3 separate regions of the Mus musculus genome follow, and regions 2 and 3 are each linked to region 1. The links are chromatin contacts, called in public promoter capture Hi-C maps. All regions are on one chromosome and are shown on one strand. The core of a region is the stretch at or near the end of the contact, and the rest is flanking DNA. Distances in the headings are between cores, read along the strand shown.

Region 1 (4,889 bases), core at 13-2,512:
GATTCTAAAAGTGGCTGAGAGTAAATGCAACAATGCTTGACAGGCAGTTTCTGTCTAGGGGGTTCTTACAGCTGGTAGGGTTACAAATAGATTGAAACTGGACCAGAGGGGGAAGCCAGGGGACAGACAACTACAGAAAAAACCCACGCAGAACTGTGGGAGAGCTTCCTTCAGGAATTCCCCCAGGAAGATGCCAATGAGGAAGTCTCAAGTTCCAAGCTGTGCAACTATTTCACCCTCTGCCTCTTCTCACTCTCCCCCTCTCCTAACTTCAGCCAAGGTCCAGTTCTGTAGTTCTGTAGTTCTGTAGTTGCCTCCCTTGGCTTTCAGACTAATGCTTCCTTCCTCTTTGCCTAGCTGAAATTAACTTGCACAGAAGGTAATAGTCAGTTATACTCAGCTAGGGCTGGTGTTTTTTTTTTTTTTTTTTTTTTTTTTTTCTCTTCCTGGTGCCCTATTTTTACCTCCCTTGGATCCTTGTGGAGTTCCTTGTGAAAGGTTGCTTTGTAACAGTGTTTGCTCACACATCTGTAGTCCTTGCTGTGTCCCTCCTTTAGGATAACAGGAACACTGTCCTATTCAGTGTTTGGTATTAAATAGTCATCCAACAAATATTTGACAACCTAGTATACACTGGATATTCTGTGTGTAAGGACACAGCAGTCAACAGAGCAAAGAGGGATCCTTCCATTAACTGGATAGCAGCATGGGAGATACATAGATGAGTATAAGAAAATGGGGGGAGGGACCCCCAAAACCTCAGGCATGGTGACTTATGCCTATGATACAGGAAGATCTCTGAGTTCTAGGCCATCATCTTCAAAGTGAGTTCAGTACTAGTCGAGGATGTTTCCAAAGAAAGCAAGAACAACAACAGCAATAAATAAATAAATAAATAAATAACAAAAAGAAAAAAAAAGCTATGAAGGTTACAAATAAATCATAGCATGAAAGTGAATTAAGGGGTACTTAAGATGAAGTGTACTAGGAAACCCTCTTTAGGGAGGAAGTGTTAAGTAAGTGATAAGGGAACACCAAGAGTGTATTCCCCAGAGACTGCCCGCCTGGAGGGTCTGTGGATCTTAACGGGTGGGAAAGTAGAGAAACCAAGGACAGAGAAAACAGGGTGAGGTGACGTAAACTTAGCAGCAGAGGAAGAGTTTTGATTTGTGCTGCCAAGTGTGGAGAGGAGCCTCGTCTGGGTTCCGTATTTACGAAGATCGCCCCGAGGCTACGTGGCAGAGGCCAGAAAGGAAACTGAAACCCGAAGCTCCAGTGGCTTGGAATGGGCGGCGGCCGCAGTTAGGGGGAACCGAACGAGAACCCAGGATTTACGCAGCTAAAACGGCTCTGCCAGGAGCTGACAGTACCCACAGAGTCCCGGCCTAGCGTTTCGCGGGAGGGACCGGAAGAGGAAGTCGGGGCTGCACCCTAGAGGTCCGGGTGCCGCCAGCGCAGCCTGAGCCTAGCTGCCCGCCCGTGGGATGGGGCTGCTGCACTCGCTGCACGCTCCCGCGGCTGCCCTGCTCTGGAGCTGCCTGCTCGGACTGGTGAGAGCCGCACTCCCCTCCCCTCCCCTCCGCTTTTCCCTCCCCTTCCTCCCGCTTCCTCCCCCTCCCCCTCCATCCCTTCCTTTCCCTCTAACCTCCTCCGGATTTCCCTCATCCCTCCTCCTTCCCTACCTCCCCCTTCCTCTCCTTCTACCCTGGCTTCCCATTCTCCCACTGCCCGGGCCCGGTTAACTGCCTTCGTCCTTGAGTCCCAGCATTCCTCACCCGCCCCCAGCCCCCGAAATCCAGCGAAATGCCCAACCCCTGGGAGAAACCCGCGGGCGGGGGTAGGAGTGGGTGGGGAGCTTCCTCCTCCTTGGTCCTGGAGCCCTCTCTATAATTTTTCACTGTGCTGGCATCTTTTCTTCTTAATTCAAAGAATTCACTTCTGTGCTTCTCTGTGTAGCCCAATCTTACTGCTGCCTTTTGCCTAGAAAAAGGCGGATGGAGGGGCCGGTGTGAACAGGGTTCCAGGTGTTAGCGTTCTGGCCTGCTCTTTTGTTGACTGCGCTCACATACATTTCTCTCTATAGCCATATGAATATCTATATACTTTCCTTTCACTCCCAGATAGTGCCTTCTATGTAAGGTACATGTGATTATACTATGGGATTTGTATTATGCTTTTGTTTTCATATAGGTATACTTTAAAATACCTTTAAAGGGGAAATGAGAGGTTTGAATAGTTTGACGTCTAAAAGGGTCAAAGTCTGGTTGAGAAAAAAATAACAAATATGCGCTCACATACCCATATTTGCTGAAATAATGTTTTAAAATTCGGGATCAAAGTAATTTGAGCTCCAATGTGTGACCAAGAAGCTAACTCTCAGTGTTTTAGATTTTGTTTCTGTTCACTTTCTTTTCTGACATTTGATGTTGGGAAATTTGTATCGGTATTGTTTGCACACTGTTGTGTAAACTGTGTATGTAGTTATTACTTAAAAACCATCACTTCTCTGAAAGACTGCTTTGTCACTCTGGGCTTGAAAAGGTCATGGAGAAGGTTTAAGCCCCAAACAGTTTTTTTTTTTTTTTTTTTTTTAAGGTAGCCTTTGGCGTTCTAGGAACTTTGCTGGACAGCATTCGGAGAGAACCCATTCAAAAAGTATTTTGAGGAGAGAATGACAGCACAGTAGCTTTACTTTGTATCTTTAAAGCAGGAACTGAATAACCAGACAAGTGTCATTTAGGTCCAAAGAAAACTCACAGGATATGTAAATGTCTCGGCCCTCTAGCTTAGCTGTCAAGCTTAACTCATTTCAGGGAACTTAAGATGATTAATACGAAATAATGTTTACGTACTTATACCATAGCTCCACTAATTTTTCTCAAGGTAAATCAATATTTAGCACAGTAATACATCTACTCTTGATAAACCCACATTTTTTGGGCACTCAGGAAGCTGAGGTCTGTGGATCTCTTGAGTTTGGAGCCGGTTTGGTCTACAGAGAGTTCCAGGACAGCCTACAGAGAGAAATCTTGTCTCAAGAAAACAAACCAAACCAAACAGAACATACAAAGTGTTAAGTCCACACTGTGGTTGCTATTAAAGAGCTCAGAAGATACCTGGGTAATGATGGATGTCATGGATACAAGGGTAATGACGGCTACCTATGTAGCATGCTATTTTTGTTGTTGTCTTAATTCTTTCTTCAGACTTTTTTTTTCTCTGTAGCCCTGGCTGTCCTGGAACTCACTCTGTAGACCAGGCTGACTTCAAACACACAGAGATCCCCCTGCCTCTGCCTCCTCTAAGAGCCGAGCTTAAAGGCTTGTGCCACCACTGACCTATTTAGCAAGCTTGTTTTAGGTATGGTCCCTGAAGTACTTGGCCTCCCCCAAACAGGGTCTGAAACTGGCTGCCCTTGAGCTCCCCAAGAATAACAGTGAGTCTGACTGTCTGACTGTAGCGTGGGGATTGTAGGCATGAACCACCGTGCTCAAATGGCTTCATAAATGGTAGGCGAGTGCTCGACTGAGCTAAATCCCTAGCCAGCTGAGGAATAAGAGTCTTGTTGTTGTTTGTTTGTTTTGTTTTTAAGGTTTGGAAAGTTGGTAATAGGTTCCCTTGGTTGCGACTTTAAACATGTCCCTTTTCTGAACAAACTATAAGATTTCCAAATATTTTTGTAGTGGCTTTGCTTTTGATTCTTAGCATAAATCTTAACTACAAATATCTATTAATACCTGTGTGAGATAATCTGAACAATGTGCTACCCGGACATTGCCTCTTTCAGTCCTTTAAACTCAGCTTCCCACAGGGTCAGAGTTTGGACAAAATGAAGACAAGTTCTTTACCAGAATGGTACAGCATGGTGCATTTAGCCTAATTCCAGATAGAGTCATCATTCCGTCTGCAAATTCATGAGCCTGCTTTTTTACTATCTGCATTGAGGGCAGCATCCCGCTATTCTGTTCTCTCCCCAGAATGGCCTTGATAAGCTCTTTTTATAGCATGGTAGGCTTTCTCTAGACTGCTCCTCCAAACCTCCAAACTTCTCCTACACACTAATGTCAAAGGCTTATGAACCATATCATCAGCTATAATCTGTCATAAGCAACAACCTACCTCTGCAGTACCATATTTCTCAGCATACTGTTAGTTGTGGCTGCTTGTGTTTTCACTGCTGACCCATTTCCCTGGATCTTGTGTTCTTTTTATTTTTTATTTTTTAAACTGGAAATATTTGGTTCCTTTTAAACAGCTATTGATGGTATAATACAACAATTCCAGGTGATACTAATTTAAACATTTACTAGTTCAGGGAAGGACAATCTCAGCACAACGTAAAGCCAAGTGTCACGTGACTCCGCTGCTTTCTCAAGAAAGGAGGGATGAAGGCATGGTCAGAATGGTGGTTGACAACTTGGACTCCTGTAGGTTGCTTATGGGTCATTTTGTAGATATACTGGCAGGCGAGATGTTGGAAGCAAACCTACTGTTCTTAGAAACAACAGTATGCTTAAAATAGGAAAAAGAAAAAGAAAAAAAGTCGTACATTTGAGCTCATATCTGAAAACAAAGAAAAATATCCACCAAATAGCACAACAGATTTTTTTAAATAATTATTTTCTAACATTAACATTGTTATTGTAGGGGGCTGGAGAGATGGCTCAGTGATTAAGAGCACTGACTGCTCTTCCGAAGGTCCTGAATTCAAATCCCGGCAACCACATGGTGGCTCACAACCATCCATAATGAGATCTGATGCCCTCTTCTGAGGTGTCTGAGGACAGCTACAGTGTACTTATATATAATAAATAAATAAATAAATAAATAAATAAATAAATCTTTTTTAAAAAAAGATTGTTATTGTAGGGAAACATCTCTTTTTTTTG
Region 2 (4,423 bases), core at 933-3,432, 2.0 Mb before region 1:
CTAATACATTGAGGTCTCCTGCTGCAATGAGGCTTCATCAAGAGCCTCTCATAGGCTCTTCATGGTGCCAAACCTCAACTCCTTTGCATGACCCCTTCAGTCCTGGGCCATCAACTGCAACGGAAGCTGCACTATCACCAATGGCCTTCCACGGCCTCACAGTGCCAAGACTCAACTGTTTTTTCATGACACCTTCATGCCTTCAAAACCAGTACTACCTTGGTGACTCTTACACATTACCAAGTACAGCTGCAGCATGAGGTACAACCTTGGCTATCTCTGGAACACAGCTTCTTTGTGCTCTCAGAAAACACTACCTGGAAGATTTCACCTCAGTGATGCTGGTCTCTTCTTAATCAGCACTAATTTTTTAGTTCCAGCTAACTAGCATCAATTGTCCCAGTAATCCCTTCTATTCTGGACTCTAAAGCCAGAGCCACATGGCTGAAACTGCAGAGTTATGCTGCTTGCAGGAGCTGAAACATGACCCTCTTGTTCTATGACATTATCACCAGCTTTCTGTTTTCCAACTCCTTCACTGCCTAAGCTTGGCTGTCCTGGATCTTGCTCTGTAGACTGATCTTGAACTCAGAGATCTGTATGGTTCTGTCTCCTTTAATGCTGGGATTGAAGATATGTATCACCATGCCTGGACTTAAAACTTTTCTTCACCTAGAACCTGCTCTGTTCAAGGCTGGACATAAAGTCAGAGATCTGCTTGTCTTTGCCTCCTGGAATTAAAGACCTGTACTTTGCTGTGTGGATCTTGGCCTAAGGTCAACACTTCCTTAATTCAATTTAACCTCCTTGAACATAAGATTCAGTTCCATTTCACTTCCTGGTGCCCCTTTAATGTCAACCACATATTTTGTATTTTTCCTTTCAAAGCCTGCTACACTTATTCAAAAAAAAAAAAAAACCTCTTCATGAGATTTAACCAGAGAACAAAGTCTATGTTGGGCTTTTTTGAGACTTCCTTTGTCAATGCAATTAATATATATATTTACCTTAGCCCCACATAGACTCTCAGACAAGGGCAAAAAGCAGCCACATTCTTCACCAAAATACCACAAAAACAGTCTCTATGCCACAAACTGAAAATTCTTCTCTGAAACCTCTTGGGCCTGGTCTGCACAGTTATTCTCAGCAAGTCTTCCATATTCCTACTAGGATGGTCCATTAAGCCCCATTTAAAACATTCCACCGCTTTCCAAATCCAAAGTCCTGAAATCAACATTCTTCCAAACAAAAGCATGGTCAGACCTATCCCTGGTACCAGCTTCCATTTTTTTTTTTCTTGGTTTTTCGAGACAGGGTTTCTCTGTATAGCTCTGGCTGTCCTGGAACTCACTTTGTAGACCAGGCTGGCCTGGAACTCAGAAATCCACCTGCCTCTGCCTCCCAAGTGCTGGGATTAAAGGCGTGCGCCACCACGCCCGGCTACCAGCTTCCATTTTATTTAGGGTTTTACTGCTGTGAACAGACATCATGACCAAGGCAACTCTTATAAGGACAACATTTCATTGGGGCCGGCTTACAGATTCAAAGGTTCAGTCCATTATCATGAAGGAATGAGCATGGCATCATCCAGGTAGGCATGGTGCAGCAGGAACTGAGAGTTTTGCATCTTCATCTGCAGGTCTCTAAGACTGCACCCCCCCACCCCCCCACCCCCAAATAGTCTTAATACTTAGTACTTTCTATTGAATTTGCCTGCTTTAAATATATTTATGTGTTTACTCAGAAGAGATCGTCTAGGTTCCTTTTTGTGCAATTAATTTTGCTTGGTCACCTGTCAATTTTAAAGGGGCTGGAAGAGATATATGGCTCAATAGTTAAAACATAAAGGTCTTGCGTTCTGTTCCCAACACTCATGTCAGGTGGGTTACAATAACTGGCCTCCGCGGGCATCTGCACTCATTCTCTCTGTCTCTCTCTCGTACATATAAAAATAGCACAGCTTTCTAAAGAAGAATCCTAAAGATTATTTTAATTTTTTAACGACATTGTAGTGCTGCACTAAGGAACGAATCGGACATAAGTACAGAGAGTTGCGCGTGCGCAGCTCAGGCACCGAAAGCCTCCCCACCAACGGTGAGAACTGCGCATGCGTGGTAGGGCTGGCCAGGTCGCGCGGAGTCGCGCCCAAGCAACATGAGCGCGAGCGCGTGCGCGTGCGCTGGGCGGAGCGTGTGGCCCTTGGCGCGACTGTAGCCTCCGCTTCGCTGGTTGTTCAGTACCTGCTCGGCGTGGAGAGGAACGGTCCCTGTCTGAGTTATGGATTTTGAAAATCTCTTTTCAAAGCCCCCCAATCCGGCCCTCGGCAAAAAACCGGCCGCCGACCCTGAGGAAAGGTGATCCCCACGTTCTGGTCCTTTGCAGGGCACCGCTTGGGCTCCGCCCCCTCGCTCCTGGAAACCGGCGAGCCCTGGCTGGCGCGTGGGCCGGGACCGGAGCGGGGAGGTCGGAAGGGGAAGTGGGGTGGAAGTCAGAGTAGGGACTGCGGGCGAGGGCAGTGGCCGGGCGGCGGGAGGAGGCCCCAGCCTCTGAATCTGCCCCCAGGGGCCGGCTGCTCCCCTTGCACGTGCGCTTAACGTGTTTGCTGTCAGTCACCTCCGAGGTGGCTTTGCCGGCACCTCGAGAGTTGAAGGATACATAGACTGCTCTGCCAGTGATCCTGAACCAGAACTCCCAGAATAAAGCAGCAAGCATCATTTCGGCTTAGTTTTTCTGTTAATTTGGAAAAGCGTGTTGTTAATCTCGTACTTAGTCAGAGTGCGGGATTTCTGTGCAGATACCCACTCACTTTTTAGGTTTTTTTGGTTTTTGGTTTTTTTTTTTGGTTTTTTTTTTTTGGTTTTAATTTTTCGAGACAGGGTTTCTCTGTGTAGTCCTGGCTGTCCTGGAACTCACTCAGAAACCCGACTGACCCTGCCTCCCAAGTATGGGATTAAAGACATGTGCCACCACTGCCCGGCCCACTTTTTAGTTTTTTGAGTTGATAATGCCCTCAAACTCCATCTCTCCTAAATCCTTGTCTTCTATGTTCTCTCTTTCCTCAGTGGAACCCTTGACACATCCTTCACGAGTTTTTTTCCACCCTCATTAAGATAACATTACAGTGTTGGGCTGGGCCTATTAATCTCAGCATTTGAAAGGCAGGCAGATCTTGGGAGACTGGGACCAGCCTGGTCTAAATAGCAGGTTCCAAGCCAACCTCAGCTACATAGGGGAAACACTGTTTCAAGGGGAAAGGATATATGTATATGTTCACTGCTCAGTCTCAAATACCTTAGTGGAAACTGTTAGCCTAATTGGGCTACCATAGCTTTGCTGTGTAATTAATGTGAAACTTTTTTTAAAAAAGATTTATTTGTTTTATGTATGTGAGTACACTATAGCTGTACAGATGGTTGAGAGCCTTCATGTGGTTGTTGGGAATTGAATTTTTTTTAAGGACCTCTGCTCGCTCTGGTCAACCCCTCTCAATCCAGTTGGCCCTGCTCCATCAGTCCCTGCTTGCTCCGGTCCAAAGATTTATTTATTATTATACATAAGTACACTGTAGCTGACTTTAGACGTACCAGAAGAGGGCGTCAGATCTCTTTACGGGTGGTTATGAGCCACTATGTGGTTGCTGGGATTTGAACTCAGGACCTTTGGAAGAGCAGTCAGCGCTCTTACCTGCTGAGCCATCTCGCCAACCCTAATGTGAAACTAAAAGTTTCACATCAACCTTAAGAAGAAAGTGATGGTCTCACATTACAGATGAGAAAATTGAGGCATAGAGGATTAAGGTGCTCAAGTTACTTCATTACATATGAGTTCATCACCCAGCTTCTAAAGCAGAATCATTCATGGAAATTAAGTCCTGTTGATACTGTGAAGAAATGGACACATTACTTGCAGGTGATAACATGTAAGAACAACAAGAGAAATGAATTATAATTTTTAACATGTATGAGAACTGAGTAAGGTTAAAAAAATAGTTAACACTTCAAACATGTATAAAACAATATACCCACTTACTAAAGTTTGGCTGAAATATGTAAGGGATACTTGGATTGGCCAAAAGATAGGTGAAAACGGGTCTGAAAGTAAGGTGTGTGTTTGTATGCCTGCTTTTCACTTTGCCTTTAGGTCTTTTTCAAGGTTTTAGATTTCTGTATTTTTCTCTTAGTTTGTCTTTTGATTTTGCCTGTAAACTTTTTTTCAGTGCACTAAAACATGTTTTGGTTTTTTTTTGTTGTTGTTGTTTAATTTATTTTATATGTATGAATGTTTTGTCTGCACCAGGTGTGTCCATTGTCCTTGGAGGCCAGAAGAGGAAAGTAATCTTACCTGTGGTTGTTAGTCACCAAATAGGTGATGGAAATCAAGCTAGGTCCTCTGGAAGAGCAGCCAGTGCCCTTAACTACTAAGC
Region 3 (4,604 bases), core at 2,018-4,517, 2.3 Mb before region 1:
TTCAAGGCCAGCCTGGGCTACTTGAGACTGTACAGAATAATTATTAAACATACACAACTTGATATTCCAATAACACAGTGAGAGTAAAGATACTTGGCATATGTCAATCAGAGGTTCTGGGCACTGAGAACCCCCCTTTGCATCTCTGTTCCCCCTTGCAGGAATGACCACTAAACAGTTTGCAGAGGCTCTCCAGAATCAGAATGATCGATTTCCCAATAATCAAAGGGGTCAGAATAAACCTTTAAAAACCATGAAACCAAATAGCATCCTATTAGTTATTCTGGTTTTCTGGTATGTCAAGAGATGCACAGCTCTAACAGCAACACTAAAAACTATGATTCCTGAATCCTGGAGAATCAGATTACCCTATGCTACAGATAAGGGGGGGGGGAGGGTCAGGGGAACTCATAGCATACCTGCTTGCTAGATGAAAGAATACCATATCTAGAGGTTGCACATCAATGAACTATTTACTCAGTCACACTGTGCCAAGCTAGAGATATTTATAATGCTCCACACGTGAAACACATTCTGCCAGACACCTAATGGTAAGTATAGGATCAGGAAGGAGTCAGGGAAGGACTTCTATTGAGAGAAGTCATTCCCCAGAGACTCCGAGAACTAGATCAAGAAGCAGGGAGTCTAAACACACACCTTCCATTAAGATAAGGTACCTATCTCCCCTCACTCAGATTTCTGCTGTTTAGGGGAATTTTAAAAGAGCTTAACAAAGGACTGTTAAGAGCCACTCACCCTAGAAAATAGGACAACTCTGTCTCCTGAGAAAAATTCATTTATTCTTACTGTAATTCAGCCCAGAGTCAACAAAATCCCTTGTTGTCGACTTTTTTTTTTTTTGTGTGGAGCCAGGCTCAGTCTCCATGATAAAAGAAATTGCACTAAGTCTCTCAAAAGGGGTTTTCAAGTAGTCAGGAAACTCAATGGCTTCCTGTTTTTTTAAAGCAAAAAGAAAACAAAACAACCCCCCCCCCAACAACTCATCCCTACTCTTCTTACTGAGAAAGTGGAGTCCCTACAAGTAGAAAGCCTCCTCTAGAAACTTCTATGTACTTGACAATCAACATGGGAGAGGAATTTAAAAAGGATTCTGTGACCTGTTGAACTAAAAGGTTACAATTCCACTTGTCCTGAATGTAGTGACCTAGACAGACAGAGCCACCTTAAACAATGTTCTTAGTTTTCACTCCCAGTCTCTTTATTTCTTGGCAGACCATAGAACTACTCAAGTTTTTCCTTCCTGAATGCCCTCTGGGGCATTAAAAACTTGCTTCTTTCACAGAACTCCACAACATACAGGAGGTATACAGAACAAAGAACTTTTTAGCTTTTCAAAGCCACATACTTACATACCAGTCACATCTGAGAAGAATACCAGTGAGTTTGAACAAGACTGAATGTGACTCATGAAAGGTCGCAAGTAGAAAGGTTACCTTACGGAGGATGAACGCACGAACAAGGAAGAATAAAATTCCAGACATAATACCAGAAAGCAGCGGAGAGACGAACCACGACATCACTGGAATAGAATACAAAATGAAGTGTCAGGTCTGGAAAGTACGTTTTTGTTAACAAGACCCCGAAATGGTAGGTGCTCCATTTCTGATACTCTTCAACTTGCCCCTCCACTTCACTCCCACTCCACGACACACAGCAGCACACAACGAAAATAAAACCATTTAAAATTCAACATACCAATTTTTATCAGTTCAGACCACTTGACACCCTTCTGCCCATTTGCCACAAGGGAGAAACCAATGGTTGCACCGACAATACAATGGGTCCCAGAAATCGGAAGCTTCAAAAACGAAGCCACGAGCTGCCACACAGCAGAACCTGAAACAGAATTAATCAGATTTTGTCAGGTAGATGGCAAAACTGTTACATAAGCAGTGCGTCCTTGCGGAGAGAAGGTTCAAGACTGGAGCGAACATAAGGTATAACTACAACTTACCAAACATAGCACTGACGGAGCCAGCCATGAGCAGATCTTGAGTTTCGTTGTACAGCTCCACATCTATCAAGCCGTTCCGGATGGTTTCGCTCACTTTGGCCCCCAGCAAGGCGGAGCCCACAGTTTCGAAGATGCTAGCTAAGATGCAGGCTTGCTTCAGGGTCACTACACCTGAGCCTACAGCTGTACCGAACGAATTTGCTACATCATTGGCTCCCACGGAGAATGCCAAGACAAATGCAATGATGAAGCCCAGGATGAGCATCCATAGATTGTCATACTTCGGTGGAGCGGAAGCAGTAACAGCAGCTAGGGTACTAGTAATCGTTGCCACAGTAGATTCCATTCTCTAGTGTAGTGGTTCTTTAAATAATAAGAGAATTACTAAGCGGCTTTTGAGATGTGTAAACGGAATGAGGTATCAAAATGCTATAATAAATAGTATATATTATATAAAATTAAATACTGTAAACTACGGCACGGAAACCGAGCTGGGGAGTTACTGCTATACGCTGCTGCGTCTGGGCGTCTGTTGTCTGGGGTTTCTTTGGCTCTGGAGGGCTAAAAGCACGGAGCAGAATTCCATGGCGGATTAGAGAAAGGACGCAAGTTCATCCTGGGGGGACGAAGTGGAAGAAAATAACAATAGCGGCGCATCTCTGGGAAGAGGGCAGCCTGGGACTCCGCATAGTCCCCCCCCCCCCCGCCCGTCACTTATGTCTTCAGTCCCCCAAACGCTGTGCAAGGTGGGGCACAGGGCGATCTCTGTGCTCCCCCACCCCCCACCCCGTCCCGCCCCGCCCCGCCCCACGAGTTCTGTTCAGTCTCCGGCCGCTTGCCCGCGCGCGCCCTCCGTGGATGATCGGAAAAAAGACCATTCCCGCGCGCGCCTGCCGAGGACCGCCGAAAAGGCCCGCGGAAGGGCGCGGCGTGCGTGGGGAGGCGGGAGGAGGACAGCAGCGTAGCGGGGTCCTGCAGCCTGCATCCCACCCCCGCCAGCCAGCTCCCCACACCCGAGCCCACTCCAGAGAAGAAAGGACCTTTGCACCACCGGTGCCGCGCCGCCACTCACCAAAGGAAACTGAGGGCCGAACAGAGAGACCAGAAGAACGAGACTGAGGCAGGCTCGAGCCACGGTCGCACAACCCAGGACGGCAACACCGGGCACAGCACGGAGGGACTCTCTACCCACTCGTGAAGCAGCCGCGGGCGCCTCAGCAGGCGAGAGGTGAAAACACGCAACGCGCGCCGGCGGCCATCATATAGAGAGCATGCCGCCGGCTCCTATTTATAGCCGGTTCTGCGCCCCACGTGACCTGCCGAGCCTCGCGCCCGCCCGAGGTCCCGCCTCCGATGTGACGCAACCACAGGCTGGTCGGGCGCGCCTAGCCGGGTGAGCTGGGCAGCGGCGCTGATTGGCCTGGACGTCCCCGGGGCCCCGCCCCCAACGAGGAGCTGGTCCACGTGGGACTGGCTGGCCGCCTCCCTGCAGCCTCGCCCGGGTTATCCTGTCTGCGCTGGCCACGCCGGGTGGCTGCGGGCGGGGACTGTGGGGGAGTCTCGCCCAGACACGCGGGGACTGAGGCCGCCACCAAGGTCGTTCCGAGTTTCTCCCACGCGGGCCCGGGTCAGCTCGGTGGCGACGCGGAAGAGCGGGTGTGCTGAGACTTGCCCTTGGCCGGACCCGATCTGTACCTCGCCCGGAGAGGGTGGAGGGATCTCACGTGGCCACCTCGCTCCCGCAGTCACGCACTTGTGTGAAAACGGAAAGATTCGGGAGTCACGAGGATAGGCTTGCGTTCCCAGCTGTGGCACTGCGCTGAGGGAGAGCCATGGGTCATTAGTTTCCCGGCGCCGGACCTCCGTTTTAGGAGCCCCGGCTATGGCGCAGCGGGGAGGATGTTACTTTGGATTCGAATTCTTAACTCATATTTGCTGCAGTGTGTCACCTTGAACAAACCCTAGGTCTCCTCAAGCCGAGTGCTCTGGAACGAGAAATAATAGCAGAGTGAGAGAGACTGGAGGACGGGTTGGAATTGTGTGTAAAGCACAACAAAGATGCATTTCCTGTCAGCTCATCGGGGCTAGTGGCGACAGGCAGTACTAATTCAGGTATTCTGGTTACAAGTTCTTACCCAGTAAGGAGAATCATATTAGCTAAGATATAAGCATGTGACTGGAACTCAATAGATGTTCAGGAAATGAACCTTCATTTCCTCGTTACTTTTTTTTTTGAATGTGCCTGTTTTAGAATATAGGAAAAGGTTACAGAGGATGTCCTCATCCTGAAAGTTTTCCCATCCCCTTTTGAAATAAAGATTGCTTCCTGGTCCCCTACATGGTATAAGGTTGTAGTTCTGACAATGGATTAGTTCGTTTTATTGCCTAAGCTCAGAACTAACTAGTCACCACTCCTTGGGAGATTTAAGTTATGTGGGTTATAAAGAAACTTAAGAATTCCAGCCAGAAATACCCGGTTTAGAACGCTCTAAAACGCTCTCTGCTCTCCAAAGGTAGGGCAACGAATAGCAGAAACAAACATGTTGTAAATTATAACTTCACAGGAGTGTCCTGTGACCTATAATTTGGTAGACTCAGAATCTCGTATAGGTTATACAGGTCTATTGAC

Evidence for each region. Promoter capture Hi-C pulls out the DNA fragments that hold promoters and counts their contacts. Capture Hi-C pulls out chosen DNA fragments and counts their contacts.
Region 2: a promoter capture Hi-C map of liver shows a contact between it and region 1, with 2.6 times the contacts expected there. The contact joins the promoter of Zc3h8 here to the promoter of Sppl2a in region 1. A contact is called at or near these places in 2 of 39 promoter capture datasets (hippocampal neurons and pre-B cells) and 2 of 9 other capture datasets (adipose tissue and liver).
Region 3: a promoter capture Hi-C map of pre-B cells shows a contact between it and region 1, with 2.6 times the contacts expected there. The contact joins the promoter of Slc20a1 here to the promoter of Sppl2a in region 1.

Annotation. Positions count from the first base shown.
Region 1 is chr2:126,929,608-126,934,496 of GRCm38.p6, reverse strand. It overlaps Sppl2a (signal peptide peptidase like 2A), which reads left to right and starts at 1,262. Exons shown (of 15, transcript NM_023220.2): 1 at 1,262-1,550. The coding sequence starts at 1,485.
Region 2 is chr2:128,941,779-128,946,201 of GRCm38.p6, reverse strand. It overlaps Zc3h8 (zinc finger CCCH type containing 8), which reads left to right and starts at 2,182. Exons shown (of 9, transcript NM_020594.2): 1 at 2,182-2,354. The coding sequence starts at 2,278.
Region 3 is chr2:129,197,436-129,202,039 of GRCm38.p6, reverse strand. Slc20a1 (solute carrier family 20, member 1) reads right to left here and starts at 3,267. Exons shown (of 11, transcript NM_015747.2): 1 at 3,048-3,267; 2 at 1,976-2,591; 3 at 1,717-1,857; 4 at 1,455-1,540. The coding sequence starts at 2,321.